Regions from separate parts of the Capsicum annuum genome. Here region 2 is linked to region 1. The links are chromatin contacts, called in public Hi-C maps. All regions are on one chromosome and are shown on one strand. The core of a region is the stretch at or near the end of the contact, and the rest is flanking DNA. Distances in the headings are between cores, read along the strand shown.

Region 1 (7,037 bases), core at 713-3,212:
TATGTATCAAAAGTTAAGTTGAAAAATGAGATTTTATGTAAATTTTAAAAAAGTTGGGGATATTCGATAATATAGTCTCTTAAGTATGGAATTTGTGTAATTTATCCTTTTTTTTTTAATTTGGGTCGGGTAACAATTGTTACCTTATATTTTTTTTTTTTTTCATTTCATCTACACTTACTATTAACTTATAACTTATACTTCTCTTCTTTTTATTAACTTATTCTACCTTTTTATAGTAACTGTACCTCGTACCTTGCTCTTTTTGTAGGTTTATTCATCAGATTGTTGATGTGTGATATTGTGTAATGACAGAAGATGATACAACTATCTATTCAAATGTTGGATTCCTTAAAATAATAAAGTACGATACAAAACAACAACACAATATAATACATTATAAAGCAATACGTAACAACCATCCAAACAAAGTGTTAGCGTTTTGTTTTTTTGGCACAAATCCTCGCAGTTCTTATCTTAAAATTAATATTATACTTAACAACAGAAAATCACTTGTACATTGAATCAAGTTTACTGCACACCTCTAAAATCTAAAAATTAAAAATAAAAATAGTAAAGAGTGATAATGTAGAACAGTAGTGATTGCTTAAAATGGTATATCTTGGTGATTATTATACTTAACAAAAGAGAATCAATTGTACATTGAATCAAGTTTATTGCAAACCTCTAAAATCTGAAATTAAAAAAAATTAGTAAAAGGTGCTCATGTAACAGCAGTGATTGCTTAAAAATGGTATATGTTGGTGATTTGTTTTGTTGAAGAAATAATGAACGGGAAATCATAATCCACGACAAACTCGTCTATGAAATATTTTGTTTTAAGTCCTTGCCTTACGCTACTATTTTCTTTGTTTATTTTTTAAATATTAAAATATAAGATTAATTGAAAACCTTATCTATTATAAGTTACTCAAGTGTCTAAAAAAAACGTATCCACTGTCAGTGGATGCTAGTTAACTCTATAATTCTTATGTGCTATAATATGTAAAACAAAACCTAAGGGGTGGTTGGATGAACTTATTTTAAATTGCTTAAAAGCTACTCCATCGTTTCATTTTATGTGTTATTATTTTCTTTTTTGTCTGTCTCAAAAAAAAAATGTCATTTTTTCTTATTTGGTAACTATTTAAAGATACAATTCCACTTTTACCCTTATTGATCCCACTTAATTAAAAAAAAAACTTATGCAGCTTTCTTGATTGCCTCTAAGTCGGGTAAATTTGCCTATCATATTCATGGAATACAACTCACTTTCAAGATGCCTTGGTGGTGAAATGAAATTCGAACAACTGCTTCAAATACAGTATCAGGAAGTACCGAAGTATTTTGACCGAAATTCCTTGACTCCTCGATACTCAATCAAATCCTCTTTTTTGATGACTGAATGCATTTCTATAGTCCCATATTTAATAATGCCCGAACTGTGATTATGCACTCTTTGAATAGGAATCCGTTTTCTAAAAGATCCTAGCTTTCGTACTTTGGTGGGTCTCACGAACACATTTTTTTTATAAAGGACAATTTGATAAACATTACCAAGTCTTCTCTTATTTCTTAAATTTCGTGTCCAGTCAAATAGCAACACATAAAATGAGACGGAGGGAGTATCAGCTTAAAGTACGTAACAATCTTTTGACTTTTTTTTTTTACTTTTCAAGGTAAAGTAAAGTGATTCTTGCCAAACACTTTTAAAAATAAAAAAATACTTAAAAAGCTAAAAGCACTAAAAAAATAAGTTAATTCAAACAACCCGAGTGAACTAGCATTTGAAGATTAATACAGACATGAGTCAGTCAACAACGGCACAACTGGTAAAGTTGGAGACCATGAATACCAGAGACAGACCAAGAACCCAACCTGTTGGCTTCCATTCATATATGTATATGCAATTTGTTACAGTGAATAAGCCACAACTGTGCGAAGTTGCACGTACAGTAAGTGCATAATGATTTATCAGCTTGAATGCGCTGAGAAAATCAACCGAAGAAAAATTTGCCTTGCAAGAACTTTGGCACGGTGTCTCTGTTGGTTCATTTATCACTATCGTCTCTTTCTCTTTTCATGGGATCAGAACTCACAATGGGAAGATTTCTCCGGTACTGAGTCGATGTCAACCTTCTCTCAAGAGGAGTTTTCCGCTTACTCATCACAAACCTGTTAACTCCTTTGCGCATTGGCATAATTGATGGGAAGTCTTCATCTGGGATCTGATTCAATTCAGATATGTCTTTTATCTGAGCAACACGTCGGAACCACCTCTCAGCTTTGGCTTCTTCAGACATGTCTAAGGGATCTGGTTCCTTCAGAGCAGATCCCTCCAAACTCTTTCCTGTCCATCCATTTCCAACAATCTGGTTTCCAAGCAGCTGGGGTGAATCTGCTCCCAAAGTCTCGGATGGGGATACATCCACTTTCACGGAGTTTCTACTTACACTACTATCACTGCCGGAAGCATCTGAAGAAAGAGAGGTCCTGACTGAATTTCCATCACAAGGAACCTCCTGATGCCCAGAAAAATTTGAACTTACAAACCTTGAACTTGTAAATTGATCATCAGGTGTCCGTGCAGTGATGCCATTTGTGAACTTTCCAGGATCATCCAACTGTGTCTTCTCAACATCTGCCTCCTCACAATAGGTTTTGGAAAAAGGATTCAAGGGTGACCTAGAGTGATCTGAGTTGCTGGATGTAGGTGAAGTTTCAACCCTAGACACAGAGAAAGAATCTGTGATAACTACCTGTTGTGAGTCTGTTTTCTTAAAGTAGCCTGGAGGGAAGGGAACAAATGGGACAAAGGTACTTTTGTTTGCCTGCTCCATGGCCACTTGCCTTTTGTACATTGGAGAAGTCAAAGAACGATCTTTCTTCTTGCTAACTACAAACCTGTTTTCTCCTTTACGCATTGGCATAATCTCTGGGAATTCATCACCAGAGATGGCACTCTGTAAGTCTTCGACATCATGCAGCTCTGCAGTTTTCTTGGACCAGCCGTCTGACCTAGCTTGTTCTCTCTCTTTATCCTCACCCAGTGGACAATTAGACTGCAAGTTCTCCATGAACTTTCCAAGGTCATTGCCAAGACTTGCTGAACAAGTTTGGTGACTAACCTCAGGAATGTGAGAGACACCAACTTCTTCCTTCACTTCCTCATCCATTACTGAAGTTTGATTCTTTTTCTTAAACATGTCTGTTGGTAATGGCACAAAAGGAACATAGTTAGAACCTTTGCCATTATAGTGAATGGCTGACTCACTATTTTTGTCAGCAGCATTGCCCTTAGAACTTGTTCCAGATATTTGATCCATATTCTGCTTCATTGATGAGTCAAGGATACCATGTGCACCACCAGTCAAAGTGTTACCTTCTGGGATCCCACTGTTTCCAAAGTTTCTTTTGTATTGAATGTTGACCAACCTCCTTTCCAAGGGTGCTTTCCTTGTGCTCACAACAAATTTATTTTCTCCTTTCCTTAGCGGCATTATTTCAGGAAAGTCTTCATCAGCCGCTGCACTGTCCATATCAGAGGCGCTGTTGATCTGAGAAACCTTGGAAAACCACCGCTGTGCCTTCTCGTCATTCTCAGCCAACTTAAGATCAATTCCATTAGGATGCCCAGAGTTCCCATTGTACCCAGCCTCTGCACTGGAGTGAGTAGTTTTAGGTGAAACCGCAGATGGTCCTCTGAAGTCGCATCTCAGGCAGACAACATTCCTCCCATAATTGAAGAAATAACATCTGTGATATCAACGCAATAATAAAAAATTTAAAAACACATCCTACATGATAATGAAATGCAAAGAGCTAATGACTGAAATACATAAAAAGAAGACTTGGTGTTTACTGAGGGCATTCCCACTCCCCGCCTGTCAGTTGTCTCCTTGGCCTAGGTTCCTCGCATTCAAGGCATTTGCTATTTCTTGCAAAGTTCATGAAATTGCACCTGCTCAATATGCATGCAGTTTTGGACTGTTAAAGATTATCCAAGTACAAGAACCAACAAATTAACAAGCTTAAGAATAAGGGAAGGAGAAAGAGTAAGGAGGACAGAAATAATTTTTCTTTGGGGTCAGCACATTCCGTTATTTGGTAGAGCTAGAAGAAGATGAAAGAAACAGCTTGAAAGACAACAAAAATGGAAAGTAATATTCTACTTTTCTGTCTAATCCCCAACGGACTGAAAATGTTGATCCGAAATGCTTGCACCCCTTCCACTTCTGCTCCGGGAACAATCCCATCTAACTTCATTTCACCATAATATGTACGCCAAAGAAAAACAGCAGCATCCCCCCACCCACCCAACCCACCCCACACACACAAGTATCTCCAAATTCTAGACAGGACTATGTTAGGTACTATCAACACATCCATAAGATTACTTGATGCAGTAAACTAAATCAGCAGATTTCTTTGCTCATGGAAAACAAGATAACAACAACAAACCCAGTGTATTCCCACACTTATGGAAAACAAGACGATACAGTATAAAGGAGAGGAACAAATAACAAGAAAGAGAAATGAGTTTACTATATATAATAGTCTTAAGATCATCTTCAAGCAAATTGGAAACCTTTTAATAGGAGAATATACTGTTTTTTCATGTCCTAACGGACTTCGTCAAGAAAATGATGGACAACTGGAAGTGGAATTTCCCTGGTCTCCTCATGATACACTTTTTATGCATGAATATTTTTTAATGTATATATTAATAGGAGAGTATAATGTTGTTTCATGTCCTAACGGAATTCACTAAAGAAAATGAAGGGCCACTATAAAGGGGGTTGCGCTTGTCTCCTAAAAAATATGGGGCACAAAGCTGAAACAGTAACAGACTACAAACCAATAACAAGAATTTTAGAAACAAGAAAGGCCAGAACAAGACATTGTACATACTTTTGGCATATCCAGTCGCCTCTCTTCATTACAATATTTTGTCTAATAGGTGTTGGTGTTTGTCCATATCTACCTGAGAAGTGATATTGCTCTGCAGGAGGCAGGTTCACTGCTGAAGCTCCGCAGCTCACTTCAACCAACTCACGCAGAAGATTCCGGCAAGATGATTCTATAAGTTCCCTGCTATAGAGAGTGTTTTTTTCTGAAGAAACAGTGGATTTACTCGCGTAACTCAATATGTATTTCATGAGATCAAGCGTGTTTGCGTTGTCACAATCCAGCACCTGAAATTTCAATCGAGATTAAGTTCCAAAAGGAAAATACATAACCAAAAAGTAAGAGGAAAAACAATGGTCAGCAACAGTATATCAGATGTGTATTAAAAGGTGCAACTACTACAGTTAACTTTCCGTAACTAGCTAAAAAATTGGAAAGAGAAAATTGTTACGACAGTTCAATATAGTATTGCCTTCAGTTTTCTCCAAGGGGTCAAGAAATAGTCAAGAGATGTAAGAAGCAAATTACAGGACACTGGATAGCTAACAAAGAAGTATCAAAAGACAACTATTTTTAACTAGAGAAAAGACATAATTCACCATTGAAGTTGTCCCAGATTTTCAAAATCACACTTAAATTTTGCAGGCATCCAATTACCCCACAAAACTAGTTAAAACCACTAAAATTAATCCCTTTTGACCCATTTTCAGCCTATTTATTTTAACACACAAGAGAAGGAGAGGCGCGTGAGGGGAAAAAAATCATTGCACCAACAAATTGAAAAATGTCATGTGCTATGTTTTCCACTTTTTTCTTTTTCTATTTTACTATTTTTTTCTTTTGTGTCTCCTTCGTTTCTTCTTCATTAATGGGGTCTTATTTTTTCCTTCCTCTTCTTCTCCGTTAATGGGATGGTGGTGGATATTATCACGGTCGATGTTTATTTTTCGATAAAAATGATAAAGAGATTTAAAAAAGGGTAAAAAGGAGAAGGTATGTTAGCCACCATTTTTTCTGGCGAGAAGGTATTTTCTAACGATCAAAAAAGTGATGGAATTTCGTCGGATTACTGAATTATAATGGTGGAAGAAATCAATGTTAAAGTGAGTTAAAAATTTAACGAAATTTTAGTAAAAGAAATCATAAAGAATTATAAAAATCATTGATTTTTGTATGACACTAGAGGATAAAAAATAACTAATCAAATAAATTCAAAAAATTATGACCAATTTAGATTTCTAAACCCACTACAATTATAATGGCACAAACAAGATGGAGTGATTATTATTTTCAAGTTTAAATGTTGATTATGGAAGCTTTGGACATTGGAAGGAGAAGAGATTAGTTGAGAAAAAGAATTTGTGTGGATTGAGGGGTGAGGCTATTGATTGAAGGAGAATTGGAGGGGTACGTGGAGGGATGGGATTGGGTAAAAGAGAGAAAAGAGAGTCAAAAAATAAGAGAGAGAAAAAACAAGAAGAGAAAAATATATAGAAAATAAAAAAAATTATAAATAAATTACACGTGTAAATCAGTGATTGGCGCGTGTTTATCACCTACTTTTTAGAAATTGGGATTGATTACAAAAAGATGTATTAATATCATTTCAAAATTGTTTAAGAGGGTAATAGGATGCCCGAAAACTTAAGTGTACTTTTTAAAAATTCGGAACAACTTCAATGATGCTTTTATGTTTTTTCTCTTTTAACTACCTAAAATTCCTCAATGTAAAAAAACAAAGAAAACTTGGAAGTCATAGCTACGTTGTTCCATCTGATACAAGTGTCAAGCCCTCAAGGCCTTTCACACGAATCCAAGCCAAGGAGTTACAACATGTTCAAGCCAGCCTTGTTCATGCAAATGAAGGCGTGTGAGAGTGTCACACAAACGGCCAAGGGAGGGTACATATTGATATGTGAAGAAGAGCTTTGAATGCACTACATCCTTACATCACATAGACACATATTCATTAAGGGCAAGATGGAATTTACACTCCATAAGTCCACACTCAAGAGGCGCCCTTCTTAAGCCCTCATTAAGGGCATTTTAGTCATTATCTTGCAATAGTATAAATAGACATTTTAACTTCTATTTTCACTAGTTTTGAGGAATTGTTGAGTGATACTCTC
Region 2 (6,709 bases), core at 357-2,856, 310 kb before region 1:
GTGTATATATCTTCTAAAGTAGTATATATTTAACGTATACATGTGTATATGTTTTATAAATTAGTATATATATATCTATATCTATATCTATATCTATCTATCTATCTATATATATATATATTGTAATGTATATATATATATTATACTATTATAGTATATGTTTTATTTAAAGTAGTACGTATAGTCATATATAATTATATATTGAATGATACGTATATATGTGTAATTGTTTATATATTTTTTTAAAAATATATATTGTATATTGGAGTGTATATAGTGTATATTGAATTTTTTATTTATTTTTTAAACGGGTTTGACCGGTTTTTAACCGGGTTTGATCGGGTTGGGTTAAGTGGGCTGGATTAGGGTGGTTTTAATTTTTTTACTGTTTGGCCCGACCCAACCCGGCCTGGATAATGTCAAACCCGGCCCTCAACCTGGTTAAAATGGAAGGGCCGGTTCCGAGTTGGCCCGGCCCGGCCCGTTTGACACCCCTAAGTCTGCCCAATTTAATTCATGGTCATTAGACTTCAGCATTTATAGTCAGAATGTATTTAGTTATGAAATTTTCTTAGTAATATATTACAATTACTACTAAAAACTTGGCTATTAGCTGCCAATGTTAGTGAGAGACAAAATATATGTCATTATTGTAAGGGATTTTGCGATGTTATCCCGCGTGCAAGTTAAATATTTTAACTTTTAACTTTTTTAGAAGGTAAAGAGGGATATCCTTTGCTAAATTATGGTGATGATAAAAAACTAATATTGAATTTACTATAGCGAGGGATTCTCCCTCACTAAATAATAAGAAATAAATTAATCTTTCAAAGAAATTTAAATATAATAAGTAATTATTATTTTTTTGGCTAGTACCCAATGATTTATTAATAAAAATAATATTGGAGTTTTATCCAATTAAAAAAAAAAATTATTCTTGCAAATAGTAGTAGAGAGAGAAGGTTTAACTTCTCTCAGGAATTACCCTCAAACTCTATACGCCTTTTTTCTAACCTAACATGGCTTCCATTCAGCCAGATCCACCAGATCACAAAATGTTGGACAGATCCAAGCATGAGCAAACAAATTCTTCCCCATCACAACAAATGAACTACCTTACTGCACTATCCCAGACAGTTCCTTCAGCCAGTCTAGTGTACTGGAGCTACCACAAATAACTCACAATATGGATAATGACATAGGATAAATTGATAACCAAAACCCGGATAGTATACTATTGACGAAGGAGGACACAGCTAGAATACATAGACAATGGTCTTATTCGATCATAATTAAATTGACCAAAATCAAAATAAGTTATGAGTATCTTAAACACAGACTTAAGCAACTGTGGAAGCCTAGTGAAGAGTTAATACTCATTGACCTAGATAATGACTACTTCATTGTTAAATTCATGAAAGAAGAGAATATGGTCATTGCAATACAAAAAGGACCGTGGTTCATTAACGGAGCCTTCCTATCAGTAAGAAAATGACGCCCAAATTTTGTTGCGTCCTCACCCAGTGAAAGCTACTCAGAAATTTGGATTCGCCTCCCCGAATTACCAACGGAATGCTCCGGCCACATCATTCTGTCAAAAACAGCCAGTAAATTAGGCAACCTGGTTAAAACAGAAATTTGTGCGTCCTCTACCCTCAGAGGTCGATACGCCCGTACATGTGTCAAAGTGCTCTTAGGGATTTGATTAAAACACATATTTTCATAGGGCAACTCAAGCAAAAGATTGTCTATAAGGGGCGGATATACTCTACACAAACTGCAAAATGATAAGATACCACTGGCAAATTGCACATCCCAATCCCCAACGGCCTAAATGCAACTCGAGGCAAGAGAGACGCCACTGATATCAAAAGAATGCAAAAAGCCCGTGAGAGAACATGAATGACATGTGGTTACTTTCCACAACCGCCAAAAAATAAAGCAGAAAAAGAATTCGCAAATAGCATAGAAAGGTAATACCATACCCCCACCAAGGGCCGTACAACGGCTAATCAAGCACTAAATGAAGGCATTAATGTCAAAATTTACAATGCAAATATGGGTAAGTACCTAGATCATCGAGTTTATAAATATATTTCTAAAAACAAAGATCTAATACTACCCAAAATACCAAATACAAAGCAAACCCACATTGAAATTGGAAAATCCGCCATTCCAACTAACGAAGCAATCAGAATGTCTAATTCCTTCGATCTCTAGCACAATGAGGCTGCTCTCCATGTTCCCAATGCAACCTCGAGAAATAAAGAATATAGGAAAATCCAAAACTACCCCTAGGGCTCAAAACAGTAAATGCTCCCTCCCATAGACTAATACCTACGCTGGCCCCTACTTTAGTTTTAGGGGACGAAGAACCATCAAATCCCTTTACTTCCGCCCCACTCTCCAATAAATCTTTTCCATATCATCTAGACCTACACGTGCACAACTCTGTATCCACATAATTAATAAGCCAAAATAACACTTTTAGTGGAGCACCACATATTAAAGATACAACAAACAGTAAACAAATCCCAAGTATAAACTTACTAGATTTGGGGGAGGATCCCACAAAATATCCTATCCACATTTTTTCCAATATCCAGGAAACATTAGAATCTACAATAAATACTATCCCAGTATTACATAACTCATCCAAACATAAAAAAGGTCTCTTTATAATTAATGTTGAGGCGTCCACGACAATTCTTCCATCGCAGATCCCCCAGAACAAACCAAACAACCTCATCGTCCATGAATCCTCTCAACCCAAATATTACTCAGATCTACTTACCACTAGTCCACCTTTATCCAGTGTCGAGTCTCCCGGAGGGTTCCACTCCAATCTACTCCACTCCCATAGCTCTAATAAATTTGAATCCATTTTCCTGGGTAAAGATGGCCTGCAGGGACAAGCTCTAGTAATGACTGCATTTATGGAGAGCAGGGAAGTCATGTTCTGTATTTACGCTCCGAAGCTTCTAGCACATCTTATTTCGGAGGGGATGATGCGTGCGATGGAGCTGTACAATAGCCATTTATAGATGTCGACAGTACTACAGGCGCCGATGAACCTCTAGATTCCATTCATCCCCTACTTCCGTATTCCAACCTAGGAAACTCCAATAGTACCGGTACAAAAGCCCTAACCTCCTCCGATGAGCCCAACCTCTCCACCATATTCTCTAAATTATCACAACTTCATGGACATAATTTGTTTTACCACCACTGGAAAATGCAGGGGTCAATGAGAGAGGGTCTGATGTCAACTCAGCTGAGCCCGCTTGATCCGTTGGAGAATACACAAGTCCAAGTTCCAAACAATGTAACATTGTCTTCTCTAGTACCTCCAAACAACAACTTAACTCATCCGAGACCTGCGAACACTTCAACATAGGAAATAGAGGAAGCGTTAAAGATTATATGAGAAACAAGAACCAAAATAACAATGTTGAAAGATATAAAAGTATCGGTATTCAACGACAAATACGCCAAGAAATTCATTCTTATCTTTCCCCAAAACTTAATAAAGACCTCCATAGACATTCTTCGCCTGTTCAATCCCCAAGTAGGGAACTATGTGTTAGTCATGAACCCGACAACGATGCACCAGTCTTCCCCCTTGAGGAACTCCTCAAGGGAAGTTTCATTGATCAACTTACCCAGAGAAATATATCAACGAATTTAAAAATATGGAAATGTAGAGGAGCCAATGGGCAAGATTTTAGGAGGAATTTTTTATCCTTCGTGGACTGGCACAAGCCACAACTTGTAGCCTTATTGGAAACAAAGATGCAGGATCACCTGCTCCTTCTCAATTATTTCTCTTTCAATAGAATCATTGAAGTGTCCGCTATTGAAAATGCCGATGGGTTGGTTGTAATGTGGGATGACTCTCTTCTGAAACTGGATGAAATTGCCACCACAGACCAGGAAATTCATGCTATTGTCAAGGTAAGACATAAACATAATTATTGGCTATTTAGTTGCATTTATTTTAGTACATACAGATGCAAATGCAGGGTGTTGTGGCCAAACCTTAAAAACATAAAGGACAACTTTAAAGGCAAGTGGTTGATAGGAGGGGACTTCAACGAGGTAATATCCAACTCAGAAAAAAAAGGTCAGTTAGTAGATCGCTCTTGTTCTTCTGATTTTTTAGACATCATTAATTATTGTGAATTTATCGACATAAGTTTTAAAGAGAGTAAGTACACATGGATGAATAAGAGATTTAAAAATCGTAATTCCCTAATCCTCGAAAGACTAGATAGAATCCTTGCTTTAAATGATTGGTTAGTAGCCTACCCGAATGCCCATGTGCTCCATTTACCTAATATTCACTCAGACTATTGTCTCTTGCTTCTCACTATGTACGATGATGACCCCACCCTACAAAAAAGAATATCTAGAATAGGGAAAATGTGGGCTATATACCCAGAGTTCACTGATATCATTGCACATGTGTGGGGAACTAACCCTACGCTTGAAAGTGTTGTTAACTCCTTTGCACGTGAAGCTTCTGCATGGGCATGCAAAAGTATAGGCAATATTTTTAAATGTAGAGATAAGCTCCTCCGTAGAATTCAAGGTATTCAAAAATCTGATAATTACTACCATAGCTCATTCCTTAGGAATTTAGAAAAGGACCTTATAGGTGAGTTCACTTAATCCTTAAAATGGAAGAAGATTACTGGAAGCTTAAATCAAGGGTAAATTAGCTGAATGAGGGTGATGCAAACACCACATTTTTCCATACGTCTACCCTAATATGAAGGAGAAAAATAGAATAGCCTCTCTAAGGTTGGAGGATAATTCCTATATTCATCACCAAGCAGGAATTATTAGACAAACTTATGGTTATTTTAGTAAAATCTCTAAATCAAATCTCCATAAGTCTCTTAAACTGATGATTCCTAAAGGGAAAGTATGCCTATTAAAAATGGATAAGGAAGATCTTGAAAAAATGTCGTCAGAAGATGAAATTAAAGATGTGGTATTTTCTTTTCAAACTTTTAAGGCTCTGGGTTCGGATGGACTCCATCCCTTCTTTTATCAGAAATATTAGGATATAGTATGTAAATCTGTTTATAACTTTTGTTTCCGAGATTTTAAGGAATCAAAAATAGAGGAAAGCATTAATTCGACTCATATTTGTCTCATTCCTAAGTGTGGCAGTGCCCAGACACTCCATAATTACCGACCTATTAGTCTTAGCAACACCTTCTATAAAATCATCACTAAAATTATATCTAAGAGGCTCCGTCCTCTGATGGAAAAAATCATAGGACCCTGTCAGACTAGCTTCCTTAAAAATAGGCAAGCAACTGACAATGCTATAATAATTCAGAAAATTGTTAGACATTTTAAGAAATTGAAAGGTAAGACGGGCAATCTCATTATGAAATTAGATCTTGAAAAGGCCTTCGATAAACTGGAGTGGTCCTTTATCCACCACACCCTTCTCTATTTCAAATTTCCTTTTAACATCATTAATTTAATCATGTCCTGCATATGTAGTTGTTCGGTGACTGTCTTGGTAAATGGAAATAGGACTGAGTTCTTTAGCCCATCTAGGGGTATTCGTTAAGGGTACCCTATGTACCCATACATCTTTATTCTTTGCCTCAAAGTCCTTGCTCATAATATCAACCACGACCTTAACTCTTGTAGGTGGGACCCAATAAGGGTCTCTAGACAGGGACCCCTATTATCTCACCTTTTTTTCACTGATGATCTCGTACTTATGACTACCACAATTAGGTACAACTGCTTAAATATAAAAAATACCATAGAAAACTTTTGTCTATGGTCGGGTCAAAGTATTAACGTTGGGAAATCAAAACTCCTCTTCTCCAATAATTGTGATGAATCCTTTAAAAAGATTATATCATGCATCTTCAACATTGGATCATGTAAGAGATTTGGAAACTATTTGGGGTTTCCTATCTTCCATACAAAACCAAATAATGGAGATTTTCAATTCATTATTGATAACTTAAAAAAGGAAGATTGCAGGATGGAATACTAGATTTTTAAATATTGCGGGTAGGTCGTGAAAGCTTATCTAAATAGTATTCCTACCCCCTTAATGTAGTACAATAAACTTCCCATTGGCATTACAAAATCGATTGATAAAATTCAGCGTAATTTTATTTGGGGAACTACCGATGTAAATAAGAAATTACATTTAGTTAGTTGGGATAAATTAGTTAATCCTAAGGAGGTAGGTGGTTTGGGTCTTCAAAAGACTTCCCTTAAAAACAAAGCTTTCCATGCAAAGCTAGCGTGGAAATTTGTTAGCAATCCTAAGGCACTTTGGGCCTCAGTCTTAATACAAATACACAAGGAACAAAGGAGTTGAAATTGACATCATGGGTCACAGAAAACTTGTAGTAGTACTTGGAAGAATATCATAAAAGGCTGGTCTACTTGTGTGGAAAACATAAAATGGGATCTAGGTGATGGAAGGAATATCAATTTTTTGAAAGATACTTGGTTGTCCTTCAAGCAACCAATTATCAACTAGATCAATACCCCTTTAAACTATGGAGAAGAGAACTTTACCATGAATGACCTTATCAAAAATGGTACTTAGGACCTTAACTTGCTAAGCTAATGTTACCGCAGAGCATAACAGATACCATTTATACAACCTTTATCTCGGACACAACAGGCCTAATAGATAAACCACGGTGTTCCCTAGTCG

The links. Hi-C and Micro-C count contacts between places; a contact is called where the count stands out from the background.
Region 2: a contact with region 1 is called in a Hi-C map of leaf, with 2.9 times the contacts expected there. The contact joins two enhancer-like sites. A contact is called at or near these places in 2 of 5 Hi-C or Micro-C datasets (leaf and pericarp).

What each region holds. Positions count from the first base shown.
Region 1 is chr7:61,204,451-61,211,487 of UCD10Xv1.1, reverse strand. It overlaps LOC107877924 (zinc finger protein VAR3, chloroplastic), which reads right to left. Exons shown (of 5, transcript XM_047393556.1): 3 at 4,912-5,195; 4 at 3,863-3,961; 5 at 1,709-3,756. The coding sequence ends at 2,052. Among protein-coding and RNA genes, the nearest start is that of LOC107877924, 27 kb to the right of the region's middle. Within about 2 kb of position 1,962, at least 4 of the 5 cell types and tissues checked have an H3K27ac peak or open chromatin away from gene starts, as enhancers often do. A contact at or near this core is called in leaf, where this site is marked.
Region 2 is chr7:61,517,763-61,524,471 of UCD10Xv1.1, reverse strand. No RefSeq gene overlaps it. Among protein-coding and RNA genes, the nearest start is that of LOC107877887, 93 kb to the right of the region's middle. Within about 2 kb of position 1,606, at least 1 of the 5 cell types and tissues checked has an H3K27ac peak or open chromatin away from gene starts, as enhancers often do. A contact at or near this core is called in leaf, where this site is marked.